2 separate regions of the Mus musculus genome follow, and region 2 is linked to region 1. Evidence: chromatin contacts called from public promoter capture Hi-C data. All regions are on one chromosome and are shown on one strand. Each heading gives the region's core, a stretch centred on a gene start, on an enhancer-like site or on the middle of the called end of the contact. The rest is flanking DNA. Distances are from core to core; before and after follow the strand shown.

Region 1 (7,334 bases), core at 2,532-5,031:
GAAAACTGAACTCAGATTCTCAGATAAATGGATGGACCTAGAAATGATTATACTGAGTGAGCTAAGACAGACCTAGAACGACATTGCATGTTCTGCCTCATAGAAAGTTCCTAGCTCCAACCCTTCAGATGTGAGTTCTCAACCTGAAGTAACTGCAGTAACAAGAAATATAAAAGCAGATCATGGTGGGATATGGGGGAGCAATAGACAAGCGATAATAGGGAAAAGTGATATTAAGGGGAAGAAGGAAAAACAGGAGTAGGGATTTAAGAAACAAATATAAACACAAAAAATACGATAAAATAGCGAAGGATGTCTGAAAAGTAAGAAGGAATCATATAATCCAACTATGAAAAGTGCCTGTCTGTATATACACATATATTGAGTATATAAATGAAAGCTTCCCATTTAGGTTGATAATAGTCCCTATAAGAGCCATAGATTTTTTTTAAAAAATAAAACTACCAATACCAAGCTCCTTTTAGATTATTGGTCACAGTTGTTTAAGAGATTTCCAAAACATTATAGGCTATTGATTTTGCCTTTGGTTCTCTCCCAGCAGTAGATAGTGAGGCCCCATTGTTAAAGATGCTATCAGATTCATATACAGAATCCAGGTCTCAAGTTAGATCTGACATTAAATGGTCCTCCCTGGGGACTAGCTTTCATGGTACTAGAAGGCAACATGCAAGCTTCCAAAGGAGAGAGCTTACCAACAGTCCTACCCAGCAATGACACCAATGAACCATAACAATGATCTGTACTGCATTATATCGCAAGGATGCAAGAGTGGCACACATACCTTGGCAGTAACCAACAGCTTCGAATCGGACCTAAGACCTCAATAAGTGGGAAATCACACCTAGTACTGGAAACCTAGACAGTTTTCCCCAGGGCTTACCAAGTCATGGACCTTGGAGGAGAAGCTACAACCAATAATTTACTAAGCCAGCATAATCCCAAATAGCAGTACTCTATATATTCATCATAATTTTCATATGTAAATGGTCTCTCATCTTTCATCAAGGAAAGGTCTTTTTGGAACACATGGAGATTATACAGAAAATCACAACCAGTCAAAATGCAGAGTTGTGATGCTCAGCCACAGCTTACACATAAACAACACAAGTCCAGTATCTAAGGTTTAGGGATCACTGAGAAGGGATGGCAGCAGAAGAGTGCATTTTAACAGCAAGAGGAACAGGATATTTGTGCTAAGACTGTGTCTCTTAGAAATGTCAGAAAAGGGGCTGGTGAGATGGCTCAGTGGGTAAGAGTACCCGACTGCTCTCCCAAAAGTCAGGAGTTCAAATCCCAGCAACCACATGGTGGCTCACAACCATCTGTAACGAGATCTGACTCCCTCTTCTGGAGTGTCTGAGGACAGCTACAGTGTACTTACATATAATAAATAAATAAATAAATCTTTTAAAAAAAAGAAATGTCAGAAAAGCTACATTCTTGAAATCTTACAAACATGACTGTCTAAACATAAGCTGAACAAGGGCAACACCAAGAGACATGCTGATAAGGCAGGGAGAAAAATCACTAGACCTCGATTCTAGTCAAACACTAAAGAATTCTGAGAATTGGAGAAACAGTCTTCCCCAGAGATAGTCCACCATGTGGCTCTCCAATACATCCCTGAAAACATACAGACTGAGTAGACTGTATTTTTATGTTTAGGAACTCACACAATCATACAACAATAACTAAAAGAAAATTATTAAAAATCATAAATGCCTATGTAAATTGAAGATTTTGCATCATCTACATCAAAGTGATTAGAATGGTTTTATACCATTTTCTATTATTTATACTCACATAAATAACATTTAAAATGGGGTGGAGAGATAGCTCAACAGTTAGCTGTGCCTGTTGTTCTTGCTCCAAAAATCATTAAACACTACATCTAGAGATTAATTTTCATCATTTTATAATACATTAAAATTGCTGAAACGAAAACCATTTCTGAAGATCTGATCAGTGATGTGTATGGAATAAGGACAGCATCACTCACATGTACAATCAAGTAAAAGTTTATTGCCTCCTAGTATCAATTCTTCTGTAGAAAGTCTTCTCATCTCTATATTAGGATAATCCTGAGGAGATTTTTCTCAGTGGAAGTCTCTAGAATTATTTCTAGTGAAACAGAATGTGGCAAAACTGATCTCATGGCCCACTTCCACATTTACCTGAACCCCTTGCCTTCCCTTGACCAATCCCCCAACATACCTGGATCCTTAGCTACTGTCTCCTCCCTGTCCACCTTCCAGGTCTGTGTTCTGTTCCACAGGTGAGCTGATCTGGATGATCAGTGAGCCTGTACTTGGATTCCTAGCACAGTACTGTGCTCAGTCAATAAAGAGGAACAAAACTGAAGACTGTACAATGATCCCCCAAATGCCATTCAGTGTCAGAATATTGAAAAATATTTAGAAAACATTTTCAGTTAGTCTAGCGTGAACCTCACTTCCAATCACAGCTTCTTGAAAACTTATGGGTAGAAATGAAACTGGATGATTGGAATGAGAATAATATACACTAATAAAGTTCTGAACTTATCATGAACTGAAAATGATGGAAGCCTTTGTAGCTTGATCATGGACTTTTTTTTTCTCTCTCTCTCTCTTTCTCTTTAGGACAGCAGCTTGGCCACTTTCTGACCCAAGGGGCTGGAAATGGCAGTTATGGCCCTAAGAGAAACCTGGGGATGATGCTGGGGTAGGAGGGGAGGCTAGTCATTTCAGTGCCTCCAGGGCCTTAAAACCTGGAAATCCCTTCATTACTCAGTGTTAACAGATTACATTGTTCCAGCTTTAATGACCAAGCAATACTTCAGGACCCACTGTTCTTTTCCAGTACGTCATTTCACATGCTCCAAAGACACTATAAACACCCATCCCTCTGCCTAGCCTTCCAACTCTCTTCCCTTTCAGAGTAGCTGCCATTCTGTTTATCTGCAATATATCTCTTGCACGATGTTTGTTGTGTGGTGTGACTTTGTTGTATTGCTTTTGCTCCTGACTGCAAAGATGCCCTTGCTCTTAAAAATTCCTTACATGTTCCTTTCATTACTGATAGTTAAAACCTCTCCGTAGGTGCCAAGTTCCCAGGTATACAAAGAAATTAGTGTGGACTAATGTAAATTTCAGGAGCGTTGTCCTTTCTATCATAGCAAAATAACAAGAACAAAACAAAAACAACAACCAAACCAAACACGTTTGCCAATATTAACAGATAGTTTCAAATACTCCACTAGAGTACTTCTATAAGAAAAATTTGCCAAGAGAATAAATGGAAAAAAAATCAGTATTCATCAACTTAGTATGGTCTAAAATCTATGGGCAAGGGCAAGACATGAAGAGCAGAATTTTGAGAGCTGTCATTTTTATGAGTAGCCGAGGAAATATCTCACCCCTGTCTGATTCCTTCCCTTTCCCAGCCCCTTAGCTCCTCTAACCTGGTAGGTTACAGCCCTCCCCCACTGGGCTGTGGTTCCACCGGTTGGGCTGCTGCCTGCTGACTCTCCCAGGATGCCCCGCGCGGCACCTGAGGCTCAGGGTAGTTTTTTGCGTCCCCTTGAAACCCTTCTTGTATCCTCTGACTCCAGGTCTGCATCACAAGATTCTCCACGGTGCATGCCAGCGAGTTCCTCGAGGAAGACGTCCTTGCCACTTTTGGGTTTGGCTCCTCAGTCAACTTACCTAGGTTCACTAAAGAACAGTCCCAGCTATCACGCCACTCCTCTAATCCCAGCTCCATTCAACACACTTCCTCCACACAACACACTTCCTCCACACCCATATACTGTCCCCAACGGCTGTTTCCGGTGAGTGGCCCCACCCCCCCGGAGACAGGTCCCTCCCTATCAGTCTCAGGCTGCGGTCCACACAGTTCCAGCTGTCAAGCTTCTCTGAACCCGCTCTCCACAGACTCCCCACAAGTTTGCTGTCAGCGTAGACTAGAACTGGATCTGACAGGACGCTGCACCCGGATATCTGACCACCATACTGAGTTCTGAACCCTTCAGATAAAAGATAGCCTTACACCTCGACTTGACTACCAGCCCGTGAGCGACAAACTTATCCCAAACAATCCCAACACACAAAAATGACAAGTCAAAACCAAATCCTGAAAATTTGACTTGCGGAGAGACATTTAAAGAACTTGGATTTTGAAAAGAAATAGGTGTCTCAAGAAGTCAGTGAATTTATCTTGAGCTGCATGGCTTTCACCACTAGATGGTGGTCTTGCCATTTTCCTAATTCAGAGAGGAGTTTGTCTTCTGTGACTCAAGATAAAAGTGCTTTGAGATAAAACAGACTGTACTAACCCAGCATAATCCCAAAGAATAAACTAAACATTTTCTCTCCTGCCCACGAATAAGCTTAGTCTTCACCCCTTATCAAGAAACTTTTCTCTACTACAGAGACCACTGTAAAAAACTACAGTAATCACAATGCAGAGTTGTGATCATTATGGGGTAGGTCATTATGAATGTTTTGTCTACATTGCCCACTATAATAACTATGATCACCTTGTCTCTGGTGATTCGATGCTGCCACCTGGCCTTTGTTACCTTGGGGCAAAATTAAATCCATTACATTTAATTCATTCAATTGAGTAGCAGTATCTCCAACCCTAAGGTCTGGCACAAGGAAAAGGGCAAGAACAAAACTCTTCAAATGTGCTGTTGCCCCTCTCGCCAGTTTTTGTCCAGAGATACTAAGAGCAACAAGCCAGGCAAATCAGTTTTCTTATTTCCCTCCAAATTGTAGAAAACTTCGTGTACAGGGTCACCTAATTCACACCAGTCACAGTTGATGAATCAAGATAATCAAAGGCATTTGCATATAGTTTCCACCACTGGCCTCCTATATTCTCCAAGCTCCCAGGGGAGAAAGTATCTGGAGAAATTTCAGGAGTTGAAGGTGCCTAGTGAATTAGAAGATGCTGACAAATTATTAAACGGATTCCAGATTCTTAAGACATTCATTCTTATACTTCTGCTCCTCTAGAACCAATCCTGGTACCAACTTGTGTCTTAGTTAGGATTCTCTAGAGTCACATAACTTATGGAATATCTCTATATACATTAAGGGGATTTATTGTAATGACTTACAGTCTGTAGTCCAACTAACCCAACAATGGGAAGCTGTGAATGGGAAGTCCAAGATTCTAATAGTTGCTCAGTCCCATGAAGCTAGTTGTTTAAGCTGGTCTTCTATGGAAGTAGGTTTCAACAGATATGCTGGTGAGTGGTTGAAGAAGAGTGAATCTTCCTTCTTCCAGTGTCCTTATGTAGCCCTCTAGTAGAAGGTGTGGCCCAGATTAAAGGTGTGTACTACCACGCCTGGATCTGGGACTTGCTTTGTTCCAGGCCTAGAACTCTGCCTGCTTCAGTGTCCTGGAATTAAAGGTGGATACTACCTTGCCTGGACCTAAGATTTTCATGGCCACTATGCCTCAAGATCTCCATTTTGAAGATCCAGGTCAGAAACCTGTCTTCCAGCTTCAAGATCTGGATCACAGGTGTGCATTCCATTTCTGAATTGTAGCTCATTCCAGATGTAATCAAGTTGACAACCAGAAATAGCCATCACAGAGGTCAAACATGGCCCTGGGATGGAGAAAAAGAGAATAAATTTTTGCAACTAGGCCAGCACCTCGTCATCTAGGGCTCGGAGTCCATGGACACCGCCAAAGTCCCCAGAGGACTCTCCTCTCAATCTTAGGATCACTGGTGAGTGGAACAAAACATCTGTGCCAATCCAATCGCACAAGACCTGAGACAGCAGAAGGGAAACATAAAACTAGTTTGACCAGGGGCACAAGTCCGTTCTGGCTGGCACCAGCACCGAGTTGGCGGACATGCCCTCAGTCCCCAGAGGACTCTCCACGCTATCTTAGGATCACTGACCAGACAGCTTTATGGTCCTCAAAGGAGATACCACTTCCAGGCACTATAACACACCTAGGATCTTAGGACAACAGGATCCCAGGATAACAGGAGCTGGGTCACACCACCAGTATTTCAGGGTCTCAGCGGAAGCTTGACTGGCAAAAAAACTCTGACACAGCCAGAATCTCAGGTTCACAGGAGCCCACAATAAAAATATCACAGAGAAAGCTGGACTCTGAGCCGTCCTGAATCAACTGGGGTTATAGGAACGACAGGCTCCAATCAGATATATTAAGGGCAGCAAGCACTTGAGATAATCAGATGGCAGGAGGCAAGCATAAGAACAGAAGCAAAAGAAACCAAGGTTACTTGGCATCATCAGAACCAAACTCTCCCACCTTAGCAAGTCCTGGATACACCATCACACCAGAAAAACAAGACATGGATCTAAATTCACTTCTCATGATGATGATGGAGGACTTTAAGAGGGAAATACAGGAAAACACAGGTAAACAGAAGCCTTTAAAGAGAAAACACAAAAATCCCTTAGAGAGTTACAGGAAAACACTAACAAACAGGTGATGGAATTGAAAAAAAAAAAAACCATCCAGGATTTAAAAATGGAAGTAGAAACAATAAAGAAAACCCAAAGGGAGCCAACTCCGGAGATAGAAACCCTGGGAAAGAAATCAGGAACCATAGATTTGAGAATCAGCAACAGAATACAAGAGATGATAGAGAGAATATCAGGTGCAGAAGATTCCACAGAGAACATGGACACAACAACAATCAAAGAAAATGCAAAATGCAAAAAGATCCTAACTCAAAACATCCAGGGAATCCAGGACACAGTGAGAAGACCAAACCTATGGATAATAGGAGTAGATGAGTTACAGGAAGACACTACGAAACAGGTGATAGAATTGAACAAAACTATCCAGGATCTAAAAATGGAAGTAGAAACAATAAAGAAAACCCAAAGGGAGACAACTCTGGAGATAGAAACCCTAGGAAAGAAATCAGGAACCATAGATGCGAGCATCAGCAACAGAATACAAGAGATGGAAGAGAAAATATCAGGTGCAGAAGATTCCATAGAGAACATGAACACAACAATGAAAGAAAATGAAAAATGCAAAAGAAATCCTAACTCAAAACATCCAGGAAATCCAGGACACAATGAGAAGACCAAACCTATGGTTAATAGGAGTAGATGGATATGAAGGGTTTCAACTTAAAGGACCAGCAAATATCTTCAACAAAATCATAGAAGAAAACTTCACATACCTAAAGAAAGAGATGCCCATGAACATACAAGAAGCCTACAGAACTCCAAATAGACTGGACCAGAAAAGAAATTCCTCCTGACACATAATAATCAGAACAACAAATGCACTAAATAAAGAGAAAATATTAAAAGCAGTAAGGG
Region 2 (7,334 bases), core at 2,294-4,793, 2.3 Mb before region 1:
AGCTTCAGTTTCGCTACCTGTCCAATTGAGGTGTGGGAGGTCTTCTGTCTCAAAAGTGAGAGCCAGAGTAGAGAGAGAACGTATATTTGAGGGCAGGAGGTTTGTTTTGGGAAGGGGGCACGTCCTCAAACTGGTCTGTAATGAGATCTGTCCAGTCTTGGTATCTTTGAATCGCGAAGGGGCAATGGGGACTTTGCCCTCTATACCATGTGGGGGTGCCCCTTCCATCCGGTGACTTCAATGCCCAGTTATGCGGGGGGAGGGACTGGGGTCGGGCCCGGTGCCCAGGAGTGAGTCACACTGTGGCGCGCGGGGGGGTACTGTCCCCCCCCAAGTCCCGCGCCACTCGACCCCCCTCCCGCACTGCCGCGTTTGGGTCAGGCGATGCGGTCACCTGCGAGGAATGAGTGGGGGGCGGGGGGGACACGCGATAGTGACTCACGTTATTCGAGCCGACTGACCCTGACCTCAGCCCCCAGAATAGCCGCACCCAGCCGCAAGCTTCTGACCTGCAGCCCCCTCCTCAGGCACCTCCCCATGCTCTAGCGGCAGCTCCTGGAGCGCGGACCTCGACAAGTGCATGGACTGCGCTTCTTGTCCAGCGCGACCACACAGCGACTTCTGCCTGGGATGTGAGTGGGGGCGGGGTGGGGCTGGTGGCAAGCGGATCCTAGACCTGGGTAGTGGGTTGTTGGGGCAGAGAGGAGGGTTGTAGACGTAGGATATAGGAAATCAGGGAAGACTGACTGAGGAAGGGGCTTCTATCAGGGTGTGTATTGTGTGTGTGTGTGTGTGGGGGGGTAAGCTTGAGACCTCCTTGAGGACAGACTAGACTGCTGTCCCAAGGGCAAGATCTGATTTGAACCCTGATCACTAGGCGCCGCAGCACCTCCTGCCCACTTCAGGCTACTGTGGCCCATTCTGGGGGGCGCTCTTAGTCTGGTCCTGGTTTTGGCGCTGGTTTCTAGTTTCCTGGTCTGGAGAAGATGCCGCCGGAGAGAAAAGTTTACTAGTAAGTGAGCTCTCCACCCTCGCTCCTCCCACCTCCCTCATCACTTCCCTAATTGTCCCCTAACCACAACAACCCCACTTTTTATTTTCCAGCCCCCATAGAGGAGACTGGTGGAGAGGGCTGCCCAGGTGTGGCACTGATCCAGTGAGGAGCACCCGCGCTGGGGCCCACTCGTCGTCCATTCATTCATTCTGGAGTCAGCCTGGCCTTCCAGACAGAAGCCGAGCCAGACTCTTTCAACCACAAGGGGGTGGGGCGAGGTGGTGATTCACCTCCAAGGACTGGGCTTAGAGTTCAGGGAGCCTTCCAAGGTGTCCAATTGCCCTATCTCTGGGTCTGGGGCAGACAGAGAGCCTCAATCTGGGTCACAAAGCGACCCATACTAAGGAACTGCAGCATTTGCACAAGGGAATCTCTTGTTCCCCACAAGTCCTGGCAGTCTGGCTGACTTGAGGGGCAGACACAACACTGGGTCCCACCCACTCGGAGGGGCTATAATGCCACTCCCTGAGTTTTAGCCCTAGGAGTGGGTCAGATTGACAGACCTGTTCTTAACACTAAGGGGGCTGGCCCTCTGGGAGGGCTGGCCCCAGTACACACGGAAACAACCATCTCCCAAGGGGGGTGATATTTATTGTGGGGATAATGTTTGGAGGGGAGGGAGACTTATTAATAAAAGAATCTTTAACTTTAAGATATGGCCTGATCCCTAACTTGACTCCCCAGAACTGGAGGGAGGGAGCCAGTCGGCCACTGCGGGGGCGGGGGTGAGGCTGTGACTCACACATTCTCAATGCCTGGAGCTCAGCCTGCCAGGACCTGGCTTGCCCTCACCGATTTTCCAGGGAAGATTTTGAGGAGGAAACCCCAGCATCCAGTACCCCACCCTCCCCAAAGGCTGCTGAGAAATCTTCAACTGCTCACAGGTCTTTATTCACTAATGGGGTAACATTTTCCCTTTCCCAGGCTGCCTTTCACTGAGGGTTCCACCGAGCTAGTGTCCTCTTGTCAGAGGGAAGGTCCTGGTGGCCAGGTTTGCAGAAGGACTTCATCCCTTTCTGGGAGTTGCTGGTCTTTGTTGTCAGAAAGAAGATAGGGAGGGACACAGGCCATCAATACTCAGAGCTCCACGATATCCCCAGCTGGGGACGCAGGGTAGTAGGGACTGGGGGTATCCCCCAGCCTCAGCAGCCTGAGGGCTTCAGGAATCAGGCTCCCGGGATAGCGCCAGAGAAGCAGCTCTGGGCAAGGGCTCCTAAAAGAAGAAAAAAAGATTGAAAGAACAGGGCAGAAGGCTGGCTTGGCAGTGCCACCTCCTACCAGGTCCAGGTCGCCTGGAGCCAAAGATGGAAAACAGCACAAGTTGGCTAGAAGCTAAAAATAGCACGATGAGGCAGAGAGTGAGGAGGGGCTCTGAGGACCGAATGTGATCCTCTAGAAGGCCCTCAAGGGGAGGTGCCTACCTGAGTGGTGGCAGGGCTTCGGGAAAAGTCACAGGGGGGCTGCAGTAGGGGTGGTCATTATGTAGGCTGAGTCGGGAGAAATGGGTGGCCATGTTCTCCTCAGACAGGAACTGCTTGTGCAAAGGTTCCCTGGGGGAAAGACTGGAGAAGAATAGAGGCAGGGATGTTGAGAGTGGAGGCAAACTGATGAGGACCAAAGGTGAATCTTGGAAGCCCCATCCGCCCCTACACTTAGAAGTTCCTTCTCCAGGGCTCTCCATGGTCACTGGCACAGCTCCTCTGAGAAGGGAGCTGGGAAGTAGCGCCAGGTGTAGTCCACTCTCTTTGCCCCTTCCCAAAGATCTGTCCACCTGAGTCTACAGGGTAAACCAGGTTCCCAGAATCAGCCTTGTCTTGTGTGGCCTAAGCCACCTTCCTCTCCCAGGCTATACACAGGTTACCTTGGAAATCTTGACCTTGGCTTCCCTGCTTCAACACAAGCTCAAGCACCACGGTTTCCTGAATCGCCTCCCCACTTTCCAGGATCCCCCTACTGACCAGCCCTGGATCCCCCAGCCAAAACTCCTGCCCTCCGCTCGTCCAGCCCACTCAGGGACCAATTACACACCTGGCGTTTAGGCCGCGAGTTACCCCAGTGGTGGCCCGTGGGTCCCGACTTGGGGGACCTCGCTCCAGGGGCTGTTGCAGGATCATTACGGCTCAGGGTCCTGCAGATAGAGGGGTGGGATTCAAGCAGCAGAGGCGGAGCCTTTGAGGGCGTGGTACAGCGCGAGGGGCGGGCCTACCGGCGTGCGCACTGGAGACGTTTTACGCAGGCGCGGAAGACAGGAATCAGGTTAGAGGTTAGAAGGCGGGACAGGTCGGCGCGGTGGGGGAGGGGATCCGGCGTGGCTGGATAGTTCTGGGCGCTTTTTAGCATAAGGGTGCTTCGTGTAGTTCTCCTAGGTTTCTGTGGTTCGAGACAGCACGGACCTGCCGCCTTAGTTGCTGGGCGACAGGCAGTGCTAGGTCTTGGGGCGTAACGAGAAGAGCCACCATCAGGCACGTCCGGAATCGAGAGGTTGTGTCGTGCGTCGAGAGATTGTGTCACACGTAGAGCCCTCTGGGACTTGTAGTTCTCAAGATGGAGCATGCCGCACCGCTCGCGGTGCCTCTGGGTCAGGTGAGTCGAGTGTATGCACAGTGCCTTCTGGGGTTTGTAGTCTTGCTCTGACATCTACCCCTGGAGTGTTCCAGGATACCCAGTGTTCATAGGTGATTTGTGGGACTTGTACCCTGAGCCCACGAAAAGTGATCCGGAACCTTGAGATCTAATAGTGACTGAAGGATTAGATGTTGGTACATTTTCCTGTGCGGGATAATAGAGCCACTTAAAAAAATTTGCGCCGTTGGAGGTGGTGGCACATTTACGATCCTAGCACTGGGAAGGCAGAGGGAGACATATCTCTTGTGAGTTAGAAACCAGCCTGCTACTTAGTGAATTCCATGTCATCCAATGCTATATAGTTAGACCCTGACTCAAAAAAAAAAAAAAAAAGTTCATCGTAATTGTAAATGAGGTGCCCCTCCCCCTTTAAACCCAGGGTCTTGGTCTTCATAAGAATGTGCTCTATTATTTAGTTACAGCTCAGCCCACTGCTTACTGGTGTGAGACAGTCTCGTAAGTCTTGAACTTTGTTATATACTGGAGAATGTCCTTGAACTTCTGTTCTTCCTGCCTTCACCTCCACTGAGTGCTCCAGGCTATTGGGTGTGCTGCAAAGCCCAATATCTACAATGCTGGTGCTCAAACGCTGAGCTTTGAGTAAGAATAGGTTTTTGGGTATGGAGAGAGAGTGGAGGATCTGAGCTGGGTGCCAGCACTCAAGTTCCAAAGCTTGTAATTGCCTGTTAATTCCAGCTACAGGGGAGCCAATCCTCTGGCCCCTGTGGACGTACTTGTATATACTTCCCTCACACACTTATACAAAATACAAATAATTAAAATCAGTAAAGTAAATCTTAAAAAGGAAGAAAAGAGCATGGTCTACCATGAGCAGTTACCCTCAGCCCCAAGAACCACTGTGCTTGCTCGTACACACACACACACACACACACACACACACACACACACACATTTTGAGACAGGGTTTCTCTGTGTGGCCTTGGCTGTCCTGGAACTTGCTCTGTAGACCAGTTTGGCCTCAAATTTACAGAGATCTGCCTGCTTCTGCCTCCCAAGTGCTGGGATTAAAGGCATGTGTCACCATTGCCCATATATGTACATCAAACTGGCCAGGAACTCAGAGATTTACCTAACTGCCTCCTCTCAATTGTCGGAACAGATTAAAGGCATGCCACCACACTTGGCTTACTTATTTCCTTGTAAAGTTTTCTCATTGTTTTATGTATGTAAGTGTTTTGCTTACATGTTGTATGTGTGCTATGGTACCCTTAGAGGCCAGAAAGGGTATCACAGGGGAGTGGAGAAATGGCCCAGCACTTGCTACTCTTCCAAAGAAACCAAGTTCAGCTCCTAGTACCCATATAGGAGTGGGCTTACAGCTGCTTGTAATCCAGTTCCAGGAGGTCCAACACTCGACACTGCACATACACTCGCACACACGCACGCATGTACATGCACACACACACACATGCATGTACACTCATGCACAAGACAGAAGCAAGAAGATCTCTCTGGGACCAGCCTAATCTACATAGTGAGTTCTGGGCCAGAGAGGGTTCCTGGTGAGAACCTTTTTCTGAGGGGTGGGGGTAGAAAGAGAGAGACAGAGAGAAAAGGGGAGGGGAGAGGGGGAGAAAGGAGAGAGAGGTGCAGTAGAGGGAGGGGGCTGGGCCCTCCTGGAACTGAGGTGCAGGTGGTTGTGATCTGCCATGTGGGTGCTTTGGGGATCCTCTGCAAGAGTGGCGCACACTTCCCTGCTGAGCCATCTTCCAGACCTCCTCCCCCGCACCCCCATTTTTTAAAGATTATTTTGAGTCACTTAGATTTTTGAGATAGGGTCTGAGATATTTCAGGCTGGCCTGAGGTTTGTCACGTAGTGGAATGTGTCCTTCTGCTTGTACCTTCAGAGTGCTGGGATCACAGGCTACATGTGTGTGCTTGCTTTATGCAGTGTGCTGTGCTAAGCAAGCACTCTACCAATTCAATTCCATCCTTAGTGTGTACTTGAGACTGTCTCATGTAGCCCAGGCTGCCTTTGAATTCACTGTCTAGCTGGGCATAACCTTGAGTTACCAGTGAGTTTCCCTGCCTCCAACTCTCATGTGCTGGGGTTACATTCTATACAACTCCCTCTGGCTTCAGTGCTCTCAAGATTTGTTAGTTTACCTAATCATGACAGAATTTCTTGTGAGTGCCATCTGTCTGTTCAGCCAATGGGAGGAGGCTTGGTCTTGCTCAAAGTCTTAGGTTTTGTTTTTGGTTTTTTTTTTTTTTTTTGAGACAGGGTTTCTCTGTATAGCCCTGGCTGTCCTGGAACTCACTTTGTAGACCAGGCTGGCCTCGAACTCAGAAATCCTCCTGCCTCTGCCTCCCAAGTGCTGGGATTAAAGGCTTGCGCCACCACCGCCGGCAAGCTGTGGCTCCTCGGTTCTTTTTTCCACTCTCTTCCTGGAGTCACTTTGTATGGGCTGATGCCTCTCATCCTGGCTGAGATGGGCTGAGAAGCCTGGGCGGGGGTGGGGGTGGGGGTGGGGTGGGTAAGCAGAAGTCTGTAGGAGGTGGCCCCAGACTTCTTAGACTCTCTTGATCACCCTTTTCCACAGGCTGAGGTATTTCAGGCCCTGCAGCGACTGCACATGACCATCTTTTCCCAGAGTGTCTCCCCCTGCGGGAAGTTTCTGGCAGCTGGCAACAATTACGGGCAGATTGCCATCTTCAGGTACCCTCAACCCTGATTCCTACCACACAGGAGCCCTGGCACTTGAGCCTCCTTGGCTTTGACTTGGCTCCCTACCTCTCTTTCAGTTTGTCTGCTGCCTTAAGTTCAGAGGCCAAAGAAGAAAGCAAAAAACCGGTGGTGGTCTTCCACGGTGGGTATAGCTGTTGAGAGTGGTTCAGGTGACCTCAGGAGAGAGAAGGGCTCACAGGGGCTAATGAGAGTTTTCTGTGTCTCTCTAGCCCATGACGGGCCTGTCTACAGCATGGTCTCCACAGATCGACACCTACTCAGTGCTGGCGATGGAGAGGTCAAGGGTTGGCTTTGGGCAGAAATTCTCAAGAAGGTAAGAAGTCTGGAGCCTAGGGCAGGGCTGACCTTCCCCACCTCAGAGGTGTGGGGATCAGGGTTTCCTCCTGTGTTTCTCCATGAAGGGCTGTAAGGAACTGTGGCGTCGCCAGCCTCCATACAGGTGAGCCAGGACCACGGTGGGGGAGGCAGGTGAGGTCACGGACACTCTCTGTGATTTTGACCCTTCTCTTCCTCCACCTAGGACCAGTCTGGAAGTACCCGAAATCAATGCCTTGCTGCTTGTCCCCAAGGTCTGAGCTCTTTATGACCATTCAAGAACTTGTTCCCTACCCTGATGGACGAGGACTTTCAGCTCCCTCTTGTCTCCCTCCACAGGAGAATTCGCTCATCCTGGCTGGGGGAGATTGTCAGCTGCACAGTATGGATCTGGAAACTGGGGCCTTCACAGTGAGTGGAGGTCTGGGGCCAGGGCAAGTCTGGGCCTGCCCTGTGTTTCCTGCATCTCCTGAGCCGTCCACCGCTCTTCCCTGCAGCGGGCCCTCCGGGGCCACACAGACTACATCCATTGCCTGGCACTGAGGGAGCGCAGCCCTGAGGTATTGTCTGGCGGTGAGGATGGAGCTGTACGGCTTTGGGGTAAGGAAAATTCCAATTACAGGGGACGAA

Evidence for each region. Promoter capture Hi-C pulls out the DNA fragments that hold promoters and counts their contacts.
Region 2: a contact with region 1 is called in a promoter capture Hi-C map of pre-B cells, with 4 times the contacts expected there. The contact joins the promoter of Hcfc1r1 here to the promoter of Zfp54 in region 1.

The regions. Positions count from the first base shown.
Region 1 is chr17:21,419,691-21,427,024 of GRCm38.p6, reverse strand. Zfp54 (zinc finger protein 54) reads right to left here and starts at 3,781. Exons shown (of 5, transcript NM_001379357.1): 1 at 3,708-3,781.
Region 2 is chr17:23,669,817-23,677,150 of GRCm38.p6, reverse strand. Hcfc1r1 (host cell factor C1 regulator 1 (XPO1-dependent)) reads right to left here and starts at 3,543. Exons shown (of 3, transcript NM_181821.2): 1 at 3,083-3,543; 2 at 2,476-2,616; 3 at 1,627-2,267. The coding sequence starts at 3,168. The coding sequence ends at 2,132. It overlaps Thoc6 (THO complex 6), which reads left to right and starts at 3,274. Exons shown (of 13, transcript NM_001008425.2): 1 at 3,274-3,637; 2 at 6,244-6,359; 3 at 6,446-6,510; 4 at 6,599-6,702; 5 at 6,791-6,828; 6 at 6,910-6,958; 7 at 7,044-7,115; 8 at 7,202-7,304. The coding sequence starts at 3,599. It overlaps Tnfrsf12a (tumor necrosis factor receptor superfamily, member 12a), which reads left to right. Exons shown (of 4, transcript NM_013749.2): 2 at 528-632; 3 at 878-1,012; 4 at 1,105-1,706. The coding sequence ends at 1,160.